Regions from separate parts of the Oryctolagus cuniculus genome. Here region 1 is linked to region 2. The links are chromatin contacts, called in public Micro-C maps. All regions are on one chromosome and are shown on one strand. Each heading gives the region's core, a stretch centred on a gene start, on an enhancer-like site or on the middle of the called end of the contact. The rest is flanking DNA. Distances are from core to core; before and after follow the strand shown.

What was found. A called contact is a pair of places that touch in the nucleus more often than the background predicts.
Region 1: a contact with region 2 is called in a Micro-C map of ear pinna, with 5 times the contacts expected there. The contact joins the enhancer-like site here to the promoter of SPATS2L in region 2. A contact is called at or near these places in 2 of 6 Hi-C or Micro-C datasets (ear pinna and an unstated tissue).

The regions. Positions count from the first base shown.
Region 1 is chr3:40,156,452-40,162,802 of mOryCun1.1, forward strand. No RefSeq gene overlaps it. Among named protein-coding and RNA genes, the nearest start is that of MAIP1, 21 kb to the right of the region's middle. Within about 2 kb of position 1,645, at least 2 of the 8 cell types and tissues checked have an H3K27ac peak or open chromatin away from gene starts, as enhancers often do. A contact at or near this core is called in ear pinna, where this site is marked.
Region 2 is chr3:39,820,141-39,826,361 of mOryCun1.1, forward strand. It overlaps SPATS2L (spermatogenesis associated serine rich 2 like), which reads right to left and starts at 1,719. Exons shown (of 12, transcript XM_070070428.1): 1 at 1,151-1,719.

The DNA of each region.
Region 1 (6,351 bases), core at 395-2,894, 340 kb after region 2:
TGACAGTATCAGGACTGCCAAGACTAAAATTGATCTTGTCTTGGAAATCTTATTTTTTAAATAATAACTCTTGTAACTCTTGACAAGACAAGGAGAGGGACATTGATAAACTGCCTGCCACTCAGCCAAGTGCCGTGGCATCCTTAAATTCCTGACAGTTTCACTGTGGCAAGTCACAGGTCAGCCGTGCACCATGCTGCTGCTCTCTGAGGTCCACAGATGTTTAATGTCCATGGGACTAACACATCACACTGAAGGGAGGGCATATGGAATAGGGCAGTATCTGTAAGAGCTACACAAATGGATTGGTTTATTTTGTAAGAATAGACTCCCATTTCCTTAGAAATGTCCCATTTAAAAAATGTTCATCTGGCCAAAAGTAAATCCTCTATGTTCTCCTCCAGTGGATGACTTCAGCCAGCACTTTTAGATTGCCACTTTGGCCTTATAAAAATGTTCCTAATGTAATCCACTGGGAAGTAGAGCCCTTACTGTAATGATAAGAGGTCTGCCTCAGAGAAAGACTTTAATCCCTCATTTGAACACCTGTAGAATCCCCTACACTAGTTTGGGTAGGAACAAAAGCTAAAGGAGAAGACCCAAGCTTTCCAGGCACTGATCCTGCAGTGCAGACTTCCTACATCCGGGCCCAGGAGGAGCTGAGCAGAGAGGAGGCGGAGTCGCTCCTGGGCCAGCCTCCTCCAGACCAGCCAGGAGGCCTCTGAGACTCTCCACTCCTCTTTGCAGCCCAGCTACCACAGTTGGTGTCTAATGGCCCCCTGCAAGTTGAATATGGATCAATCAACAAGCAAAGGATAACAATTAATTAAAACCAACACTATGAAGATTGGAAAGCACTGGGGTCATTTAGGTCAGGGTTCAGTCTCAGGTCCTCTCCCCGCAGTGCAAATCTTTGTAGCTACTTGGCTTTTTTGCCTGGATTTCTTCATCTGACAAGTGGGGATGACAAAACACCCATCTCATTGGCCATGCTGGTAATGTTCTAAGATGTTGTGACAAAGTACCACAGACTCGGTGCATTAAAGCAACAGGAACAGGTTTTCTCCTAGTCCTGGGGGATGGAAGTCCAAAATTGAGGTACCCTTGGTGCCATGTTCCTTCAGAAGGCTCCCAGGAAGCAGCCTTCCTAGCCCGCCCCTGGCTCTGGTGGCACCAGGCATTCTTTGGCTTAGGGCAGCATCACACCAGTCTCTGGCTATCTCTGCACTTCCTGGCCCTCTCATCTTCTTAAAAGGACATCAGTCATTGCCTTGAGGGCCACCCTATTCCGGGATGATCTCTTCTTAATCCTTAAGTAACTACTTCTGCAAAGGCCCAAATCAAGTCAAAGTTTGAGGATCCAAGTAGGTGTGTGGACATTATCAACCCACAATAGCTGGTTAAGGGTGTTAAATAAGAAGGTACAGTGAGAGTGCCTCACACAGGACATGCACATTACATGTCTTAAATACAGAGGCTATTTTTTTTTAAATTATTGCTGCTGCAAGGGTCAGTGTTGTTCTTCTAGAGAATGGAAGAAAAAGATTTGAGTGAGGAATGGAAGGGTAGGCCTGAGGAGTCACGGGGGAGGGTAGCACAATGACACAGCAGAGAAGGGAGGAGGTTCCAAATAGGGAAGAGAAAGAAGTGCTATGGTGACAATCTGAGCTTGCTGGGCTCCTCTGTGCTCAGATGCCAAGGCCTGGGATAAGCCGGCAGGGTGAGTGAGCAAAACTAGACACCCCAGTCTGTCCTTGTCACCCCAGGGTGGCCTCACTCCCCTGGGGCAAAGCTAAGGGAAAGGAGCTATGCTTAGTGCCCACTTCTTCCCCTCCTTCTGTATTTCACAACTGTTCTTGCAGGGATGGCAGGAGATTGGACGTGGAGGCAGCACTCCGGCACTGCTGAGGCCTTCTTGCTGAAAAGTGAGCAAACCTCGTTGCTGAGCGTGGAGCCAAACTCCTCTGATTTCAGAAAATTCCTGAGCCCTGGAAATGAATCAAGCATAACAGAAAGGCGAAAGCAGCTGGAAAAGCAAGGCCTCCTCTTTCCCAAGGCCCGACGCCAGGCGTGCTGGAGGCTCTGAAATGTAGTCAGGCAACACAGTTGTGAATGCACCAAATTTCGTCCTGATGTAGACTGTGTATACTCAAGCATTGTGGCTAATGGTTTTTATATAAGAGTGGCACATGTTCACATTCACATCACCAGAAAAGGAGGAAGGGCCAAGAGCTAAGCCGTGACTAAAATCACTGAGCACAAAGACTCCCTTTACTGCTCGCTGCTTCTGTCCAGAGACCATCCTGGCAGCCCTTCTGCCAGATGTTCTAAATGCTTTTTTGGTGTTGTGAACCCTTTTGACAATCTGGTGAGGGACATAGGCTCCTTCCCAGAATAACTTGTCAAATAAAATATGGAAATTACAAAGAAAACCAATGATATCAACAACAAAAAAATTTGGTATGTCTTTCTATATACTTCCTTATGAACATTTTAAATAACAAGATCCTGTCACCGGTCTTATAGTGTAATTTTTTTTAAAGATTTATTTATTTGAGAGGTAGAGTTATAGATAGTAAGAAGGAGAAACAGAGAGAGAGGTCTTCCTTCTGTTGGTTCACTCCCCAAATGGCTGCAATGGCCGGAGCTGCACCGATCCGAAGCCAGGACTCCCATGCGGGTGCAGGGGCCCAAGCACTCGGGCCATCTTCTACTGCTTTCCCAGGCCATAGCACAGAGCTGGATTGGAAGAGGGGCAGCCGGGACTAGAACCAGTGCCCATATGGGATGCTGGTGCTGCAGGCAGAGGATTAACCTATTGCACCATGGCCCAGCCCCATTATAATGTAATTTTTAAAAAAGTTATTTGAGCACAGAGGGACAGAGAGAGAGCTCCCATCTACTGGTTCATTCCCCAAATGCCTACAATGACCAGGATGGGTCAGGCCTAAGCCTGGAGCCAGAAACTCAATCCAGGACTCCCATGTGGGTAGCACAAACCCAATCACTTGGGCCATCACTATCCTCCTAGGGTTTTCATTAGCCAAAAGCTGAAGTTAGGAGCCAGATCCAAGAGCTGAACCCACATCCTTGGATGTGGGACACATCTTAAGCAGTACACCAGATGCCTGTCTCAGCTACTGTAAATTCTTTCTTTCTTTTTTTTTTTTATTTGACAGATAGATAGTGAGAGAGACAGAGAGAAAGGTCTTCCTTCCGTTGGTTCACCCCCCAAATGGCCGCTATAGCCGGAGCTACGCCGATCCGAAGCCAGGAACCAGGTGCTTCCTCCTGGTCTCCCATGCGGGTGCAAGGACCCAAGCACTTGGGCCATCTTCCACTACCCTCCGGGGCCACAGCAGAGAGCTGGACTGGAAGAGGAGCAACCGGGACTAGAACCCGGCGCCCATATGGGATGTCAGTGCCGCAGGTGGAGGATTAACTATGTCAGCCACGGCGACGGCCCCCCAGTTACTGTAATTTCCAATTAGTGAAGGATGTGAATGATATGTCTAGATTCCTACAGCCAGTGTACTGGGATCTGCAAATACCTGCTTTTTGTTGTCTGTATTCATAGTTGAAGAAAACACAACATTTCAGTGGGAGGTAGTGAAAACGAGCACATTATTTTCTCCATCCAAGTCCACAGAATTCTATCCACGGAGATTTGTGGCCCACAGATTTAGAATCCATTTTCTAAGCAAACTTTCTGAAGGTACCCAATTTTTGGTGGGGCACTGCCAGTTACCCTGAGCACCCACTCAGTTATGTTTGCAAAGGCTGCCCCCTGCTGGTCAAAAGACTCATGCTCTTCTCCAAACTCATTTAATTGTCAGTGTTAGAAAACAATAGGTCAGGCAATTAATTCACTGACTCGCATCAAGAAATGGAGCAGGAGGCTACTTGTCAAGCCGGCCCTTTGGCACCTAATCAGTAAGATTTAAAAGGCCCTCTTGGCTTAATGGGAAAATGCTGATGGCTGGTGCTGTTGGTCATTAGCAAAGGAGGAGCAAGTGCCAGTCTGGCAGGCAGTTTCTTCTTCTTTTTAAAAAGATTTATTTATTTATTTGAAAGTCAGAGTTACATAAAGGAGAGGTCTTCCATCTGATGGTTCACTCCCCAATTGGCCACAATGGCCAGAGCTGTGCCAATCCTAAGCCAGGAGCCAGGAGCTTCTTCCAGGTCTTCCATGTGGGTGAAGGGGCCCAAGGACTTGGGCCATCTTCTACTGCTTTTCAGGCCATAGCAGAGAACTGGATCAGAAAAGGAGCAGCCGAGACTTGAACCAGCACCCATATATGATGCCAGCACTACAAGTGGCAGCTTTACCCGCTACGCCACAGCGCCGACCCCAGGCAGTTTCTTCTAAGAGGGCTGCTTCCTTTGCTTCTGGTCAACAACGATGGCTAAAAGGTTACATTTCCCATTGGTCTGGTCTGGACAAGGTTTCAGATCTGCTTTCAGTGCTTGGAGCTTGGAGCCAAGAGGAAAAGAAAGAGAGGAGAAATGGAGTCAGAACTCACTAAATGCCAGAAGCCAGCTAAGTATGTTCACCTGTGCTATTGAATGGCCTTCTGAAAGAAATTCTGCAGGGAATTTAGCAGTAGTAGTCGTTGTCATAGTCGTCTTTAGGGGAGTGACAGGCTTGGGAAGGAAAGGTGACACCTGCGATGGGCATGCTGAGTGGCTGTGCGTGCTGCAGTAGGGGTACAGAACCAATTTTCTGTCCGTCTCTGCCCCCAGGAGGAGGGCAATGAGACTCCTGTTAACATAGAGATCTGGAGCCTGTTGTCTTATCTGAATCCTGGCTTTCATCACTTACGAATGGCATGAATATAGGCTGGTTTATCAATCATGCTGTGCCTCAGTTTCCCTATCTGTGAAATGAAGATCATGATAGCACCTATTAAAGGGTTTTTGTAAACCCCAAGAATGGTGCTCCGTACCAGGAGGTGTGAGTTAAAGGATAGTTGCTGTTAATCTATGACAGTATTGCCTCCTGAGGACCAACGTAGTAGCATGGTAGTAGCATGGCATCTGAAGGCCTAACCCAGTGCTTCCCAGCAGTCCACAGTTTTGCCTCATACGGGACATTTGGCAATGTCTGGAGGTGTGGTTGTCGCGACTAGAAAAGCTTCTAATGAGTAGATTCCGGAGATATTGTTAAACATTTGATAAAGCGCGGTCAGTGCCCCTACACAAGAACTATACAGTCTGAAACTTCCCTAGTCTGAGGCTGAGAAACCCTGCCCTGAACTGAACACCCATGCAGAAGAGATTAGCTTTGCAGACATGACGAGGTGCCACAGTGAAACTCTACTGGGAGTGTAGGGCAGACAATAAACAAGAAATAGCTTGATTATAACAACAACTTGGAGACAAATGAAATCAGATGGTGGGATGCACCAGGAAGCTGGGTGGCCAGGAAAGTGTCCTTGTGGAAGTGGATCTTACACGGAAACCTGATTCACAGGAAGTGACCAGCGCTAGGGGCTTAGAGGGAAGAGCGTAGGTGGCGGAGAGAAGGGTTTCTATAAGAAGCCAAGACAGGGGCAACTTTGAAGTGATCGAGGAAGCAAACGCAATGGGAGGTGAGAGCGTAGGAGGACGGAAGGAGATGGGGAGTCAACTACAACTCCAAGGAGGCCCCCAGACGGCTTCCTCTGCACGAATGCTGCTTCTTAACAAAACCGCCTCAGAGTGCTCGACAATGAGTAAAATATGTGACTTGTGTGGGACAGTTTTAAATTGATTTTAGGGGTGTGGGTTTATTTATTTATTTATTTATTTTTTTGACAGGCAGAGTTAGACAGTGAGAGAGAGAGAGACAGAGAGAGAGAGTTATAGACAGTGAGAGAGAGACAGAGAGAAAGGTCTTCCATTGGTTCACTCCCCAAATGGCCCACTACGACTGGTGCTTCGCCGATCCGAAGCCAGGAGCCAGGTTCTTTTTCCTGGTCTCCCATGTGGGTTGCAGGGCCCAAGCACTTGGGCCATCCTCCACTGCACTCCTGGGCCACAGCAGAGAGCTAGACTGGAAGAGGGGCAACCAGGACTAGTATCCGGCGCCCCAACCGGGACTAGAACCTGGGGTGCCGGCACCGCAGTGGAGGATTAGCCAAGTGAGCCATGGCACCGGCCTATTTATTTATTTTTAAAGATTTTTTTAAAATTTTTATTTATTTGAAAGACAGAGTTGCAGAGAGAGGTAGAGACAGAGAGAAGGGCAGGGGGTCTTCCATCCTCTGATTCACATCCCAAATGGTTGCAATGGTTGGAGCTGGGCTGATCCGAAGCCAGAAGCCTAGCACTTCATCGGAGTCTACCACACGGGTGCAGGGGCCCAAGCAC
Region 2 (6,221 bases), core at 469-2,968:
GGGTGCGCCGGGGTCAGTGCCTCCTCCCGCTCGCCCGCGCCAGCCACGGAAAGCAGCGCGGCGACCTCCGCGTCCGGTCCGCGCCGCCAGCCCGCGGCGTCGCCGAGCGCGGGCCACACCCAGCGCCCCGGGAGGCGGCGGGGGCTGGGCGGCCCCGGCTGCGGAACGCTCGGCCCGGGCCGAGCCGAGCCTCCAGCCCCGCCGCCGCGCAGGCCCCGCCGCGTCCGCCCGCCCGCCCGTTCGCGTCCCGCGTGTCGGCCCGGGCTGCCGGGTGAGGGGGGGGGGGGGTCTCGGGCGGCGGCGGCCTGGGGTCCCGGGCTTACCTCAGTGGCGGGCGCCGGCCGCTCCGTCGCGGGTCGGGGCCGAGGACCGGGGGCGCGGTCGCCCGTGGGATGGGGGGCGGGGGAGGCGACGCGGCGGTGGCGGCCCCTGCGGCGCGGAGGGCGGGCCAAGCGGAGCCGCTGCCTGGGCCGCGCGCCGTCCCGAGCTCGCCCCGCGCTGCCGGCGCTCGCGGCGGAGGGCGCAGCCGGCTCGGCCCCGGACTGGATTCCTTCACTGACACAACTCCGGCTCGGCCGGCTCCGGTAGGGCCGCTCCCGCCCCTCGCCGGCTGCCCCCGCCCGCCGGCCCGCCGGCCAGCCCGCCCCTCGGTGTCACTCACCAGGCGCACACACCCCGGCCGGCGCCCCTCGCTCGGCTCGCACACGCGGCGCTGCTCACGCCTCTCTGGGGTTTTGTATCCGCTCGCACGCACGTTCCGACACAGATCCCTTCCCTCCACACGCCCTCCCTAGCTGCTTTCCCACCCCACTTTCTAGAAGAATCCCCACACAGCTTCCGCACTTTGCTTGCCCCGCAGCAGCCCTCCTCGCCTTTCCCCAAACCTCCACCTTCGGGAGACGCCCCCTGGTATTCAAAGATTTGGTCGCAGCCCGCACGTGTTGCAAGAGAAATCATCCTCCCCTACCCGGGAAAATGAACTTTGCTCCCCGCGGCGCTGTCTACAAATGCAAGATGCTACTCCTTCTAGAAGGTAGTAATGCTTTCTGGTGAGGAGCCAAGCTCGAAGAAAATGTAAACAAAGGCAGCTTCTTCGGAGATGTGCTCAGCCATCAGGCTCGGAGGAAGTGCTGGGACTCTCGGGTCTGACCTTGGAACGCCGGCCGAGCCGGGGTGTCCTGGCCGCTGGTCCTCGCGCTGGGCTCTGCACGCGTGCGACAGCCGAGTGACAGCTGGAAGCGATGGCATCAGCCCCGGGGGTTCTGCCCGGGAGCGCGGTCCTCGGCCGAGTGAGGCAGTTTCTCAATCGTTATTCATGATGGAAGCACTTTAGGTACCGCGCCTCTTCCAGAGGCGGCAGAGTGAAATGCAGGCTGCGCTCCAGTGCCAGTGCCGTTTGTTTGTTTATTTTTGGAGGGTGACTTCTTACCTCCTTTTTTCTCAACACCAGTAACTGTTGCTCAGCAGCTTCTGTGGACGTCGAAGTCCACTACAAACAACGGACTTGAGCTGGTTATGCCTCTCCAGCTGCAGGCTCTAACGGGCTTCCGGGTATACAGCAGAATCGTGTATTGTGCAATGTTCAGAAATTCACAATTTGAAATAAAATACACCGTTGGGGGTAGAGTTCAGATCTTCTCACAGAGCGTGCCCCTGCTGATGAAGTACAACCGTTGAGAGCAAGAGGAGCCTGCAGGAAAGGAACTCATTTTCCCGTGTGACAAGCTGCGATTGCTACTTCATAGTCACACTGGTTTGATGTGTGGATCTTGTAATTTAGCTAACAAATATTTGCAAGTGCTTAGTAAGTATTAGCTCATTTAATTCTTCAAGCAACCCCATCAGTTAGTTTTTTTGTTTGTTTGTTTTTGTTTTGTTTTGTTTTTGTCCTTTGAGGCACAGAGAAACTAAAAACTTTACCTACATTTTTGGCTTAGTAATTGATGGAGGAAGAATTTGAACCTGTAGGTCTGCACCACCTGTGGTACAGGTGGGAATACTAGGTTCTGGAAGCCAAACTACACAGGAAGGACAAACATCATCCTGTTTGTTAAATTTAGGTAGAAGAGGTGACTTGTAACAATCAGATGCACTTTTGAGATCCTTGGACAAAATAATTCATTTAAGTTTGAGGGAGGGAGGAGTTCCTCCATCTCCATAATTAGATTTCTAAAATGAATAATGAAATATTACTTTCCTGGGAAGTACTGGAGATAACATTGAATTCACTCTTCACTCCTTCCTTCTGCCACTTCTTAATCCTCCCAGAGCTCCAAATCTAACTCATCAAGAAATGTAAACAAAGTAAGCCTATTCGGAGCTGTCTTCAGAAAGTACTGGGGTTTGGAACAAAAAATACTTCCAAGAACTGAGCATAACCGGAGGAAAAAAAGGGTTTTCGAAAGCTCATCCAGGGTGTACTTGAGGGCTGTTTGCCAGTGGGCGGGTAGTAGCTTTGAGAGGAACTGCCGTGTGTACTGGGAGTGAAGGTGTAAAAGCACTGAGTGGATGGGAAAAAAAACAGGTGGAGCAGTGGAACGTGGTGGCAGCCACTATTCCCCCAACTAGACTACCACTGGGAATGGAGGCCCAGCCCATTAAAAAGTAAGTGCAACATAACTCCGAAGAATACAATTACTTGGCTCAATCGTTAGCTAAGACACACAGCAAAAGAAATCAGACTCTTAAAGGTTTTATAGAGAATGCGTTTCAAATAATCCTAACCCTTTGGCTGTTTAAATAAATTTACTCAGGAAAATATGGAAATTTTTTGTTTCTGGGAAAGAGTTTAAAATGGAAACATGAGTGAAAGCTTCTTGCACATCACATAGCTAAAAGTATTTTGTTGAATTAGATATAGGTGATTTTTTTTTTGACAGGCAGAGTTAGGCAGTGAGAGAGAGAGACAGAGAGAAAGGTCTTCCTTTTCCGTTGGTTCACCCCCCAAATGGCTGCTATGGCCGGCACGCTGCGCCGATCCGAAGCCAGGAGCCAGGTCCTTCTTCCTGGTCTCCCATGCAGGTGCAGGGCCCAAGCACTTGGGCCATCCTCCACTGCCTTCTCGGGTCACAGCAGAGAGCTGGACTGGAAGAGGAGCAACCAGGACAGAATCCGGTGCCCCAACCGGGACTAGAACCCGGGGTGCCAGCGCCACAGGCGGAGGATTAGCCAATTGAGCCCCTGCACCAGCCAGTATAGATGATTTTAAAAAAACATTTGATTTACATTCCTATTATTGAATGAGGATATTAAAAATCCAAGAAAAACAGAATATGAGAAAGAGAGATGATGGATTTTTCATCGTATATTGAAATTTTGTTTCAAAAGTTACATTATTGGACAGATTCTTTTTTTTAACTTTTATTTAATGAATATAAATTTCCAAAGTACGATTTATGGATTACAATGGCTTCCCCCCCATACCGTCCCTCCCACCCACAACCCTCCCCTTTCCCACTCCCTCTCCCCTTCCATTCACATCAAGATTCATTTTCGATTATCTTAATATACAGAAGATCAGCTTAGTATATATTAAGTAAGGATTTCAACAGTTTGCTCCCACACAGAAACATAAAGTGAAAAATAATAGATGATTTTTTTTAAATGATGATGAAATCAGATCAGACCTATTGTCATGTTTAATCCCAGTGAGAGTCAAGTTGGGAGTTGATAATTTCTTTTCTTTTTTTTTTTTTTTTTTTACAGAGGATCAGTTTAGTATGCATTAAGTAAAGATTTCAACAGTTTGCACCCCCATAGAAACACAAAGTGAAATATATTGTTTGAGTACTCGTTATAGCATTAAATCTCAATGCACAGCACATTAAGGACAGAGATCCTACATGAGGAGTAAGTGCACAGTGACTCCTGTTGTTGACTTTACCAATTGACACTCCTGTCTATGGCATCAGTAATCTCCCTATGCTCCAGTCATGAGTTTCCAAGGCTATGGAAGCCCTCTGAGTTCTCCGATTCTTATCTTGTTTAGACAAGGTCATAGTCAAAGTGGAGGTTCTCTCCTCCCTTCAGAGAAAGGTACCTCCTTCTTTGAAGACCTGTTCTTTCCACTGAGATCTCACTCACAGAGATCTTTTGCCAGAGTGTCTTGGCTTTCCATGCCTGAAATACTTTTATGGGCTTTTCAGCCAGATCCGAATGCCTTTAGGGCTGATTCTGAGGCCAGAGTGCTATTTAGGACATCTGCCATTCTATGAGTCTGCTGAGTATCTCACTTCTATTGGACAGATTCTGTATCTAGCATTACTCAATCAAAATGATTCTCTGTGATCTTTCAGTATCTGCAAAGGATGGGTTCCCAGACTCCCATTCTGACCCCCCAAAGACCAAAATCCTCAGCTGTTCCACTCTCTTATATAAAATGGTGTAGTAGTGTGTGCATAGAAACTATGCTGTCTTCCATGTACTTCAATTCATCGCTAGATTACTTATGATAACTAGCGATGTAGATACTATATAAATAGTAGTACACTGTCTTGTCTAGGGAATAATGCAAAGGGGGAAAGGTTTATACATGTTTAGTGCAGACACCATTTTCCCCCCAATTTTTTCAGTAACACAGTTGGTTGAATGTGAATTCAGACCCACATGTCCAGAGGACCAATGGTATAATCCAGGAATCTCATCTCACTAATTTCTTTAAGGTGTATTCATTTATTTGAAAGTCAGAGTTATGGAGAGGCAGAGGTAGAGACACAGAGAGGGAGTCTTCCATCCTGTGGCTCACTCCCTAGATGGCTGCAATGGCCAGAGCTGCACAGATCCAAAGCCAGGAGCCAGGAACTTCTTCTAGGTCTCCCACATGGGTACAGGGGCCCAAGGGCTTGGGCCATCTTCCACTACTTTCCCAGGCCATAGCAGAGTGCTGGATCGGAAGTGGAGCAGCCAGGTCTCGAGCTGGTGCCCATATGGGATGCCGGCACTGCAGGAGGCAGCTTCACTCACTACACTACAGAGCCAGCCCCTCATTTCACTATTTTTGAAAGTAAAGATCTTTTTTTAAAAAAACTTTATTTAATAAATATAAATTTCCAAAATACAACTTTGGGATTATAGCGGCTTTTCCCCCCTATAACCTCCCTCCCACCCACAACCATCCCATCTCCCACTCCCTCTCCCATCCCATTCACATCAAGATTCATTTCCAATTATCTTTATATACAGATCAATTTAGTATATACTAAGTAAAGATTTCAACAGTTTGCACCCCCCACAGAAACACAAAGTACTGTTTGAGTAGGAGTTTTACTGTTAATTTGCATAGTACAACACATTAAGGATAGAGATCCTACATGGGGAGTAGGTGCACAGTGACTCCCGTTGTTGATTGAACAATTGACACTCTTATTTATGACGTCAGTAATCACCCAAGGCTCTTGTCCTGAGCTACCAAGGCTATGGAAACCTCTTGAGTTCACCAACTCCGACCTTATTTAGACAAGGCCATAGTCAAAGTGGAAGCTGTCTCCTCCCTTCAGAGAAAGGTACCTCCTTCTTTGATGGCCCATACTTTCTGCTGGGATCTCACTCACAGAGATCCAAAAGTAAAGGTCTTAAGTGAACAAACAAGATGAAGGATGAACAAATTCTGTTAGCTTCAGTTTTCTAGTGTTTCCAAGTAGGTATTTTAAAATCGGTATCTACTGCTGTATCCGTATTGTCACCCACACTGTAAGCGTGGAGGAGCAATGCCATATCCTTCAGTAAGGCTGTGTTGTTTCATAACGGCATTGATTTCAGCAAAATGCCACATTCCCTGCTTGCCACTGTCCGTGGGCCCCTGATTCTGCAGGCATGCTCACTCAGAGCAAGGATCTCTTTCATGAAGGTAGCTCAGATCCAGGAAACCAGCTATAGAACACGATTAATTGTGTATGTATAGGAACCGATAGCTGCAGAAGTGGCGGGGTGGGGGGAGGCGAGAGTGATTCTAGTTGCTAGGTTCCTGATTGCCGGGCAATATTCAGGCCTCATAGGGTTGTCTGCCTTCTAGAGCTCCTGAATGTTTGACAGGGTTCATTCACCAGGTGGAATCTGGGTTAACTCACTAAGGGAGAGATGAGTGTGTTCTGCTATGTGAGCGTAGAATCCCTTCGAGCCGTTTGCAGATATTCCTATGCTTCCTTCAAAGCACAGGACCAGACTGCATTCCCCAACCAGACCATAGCCCGGCAACTTGCTCAGCCAATGAGAGGCGAGTGGAA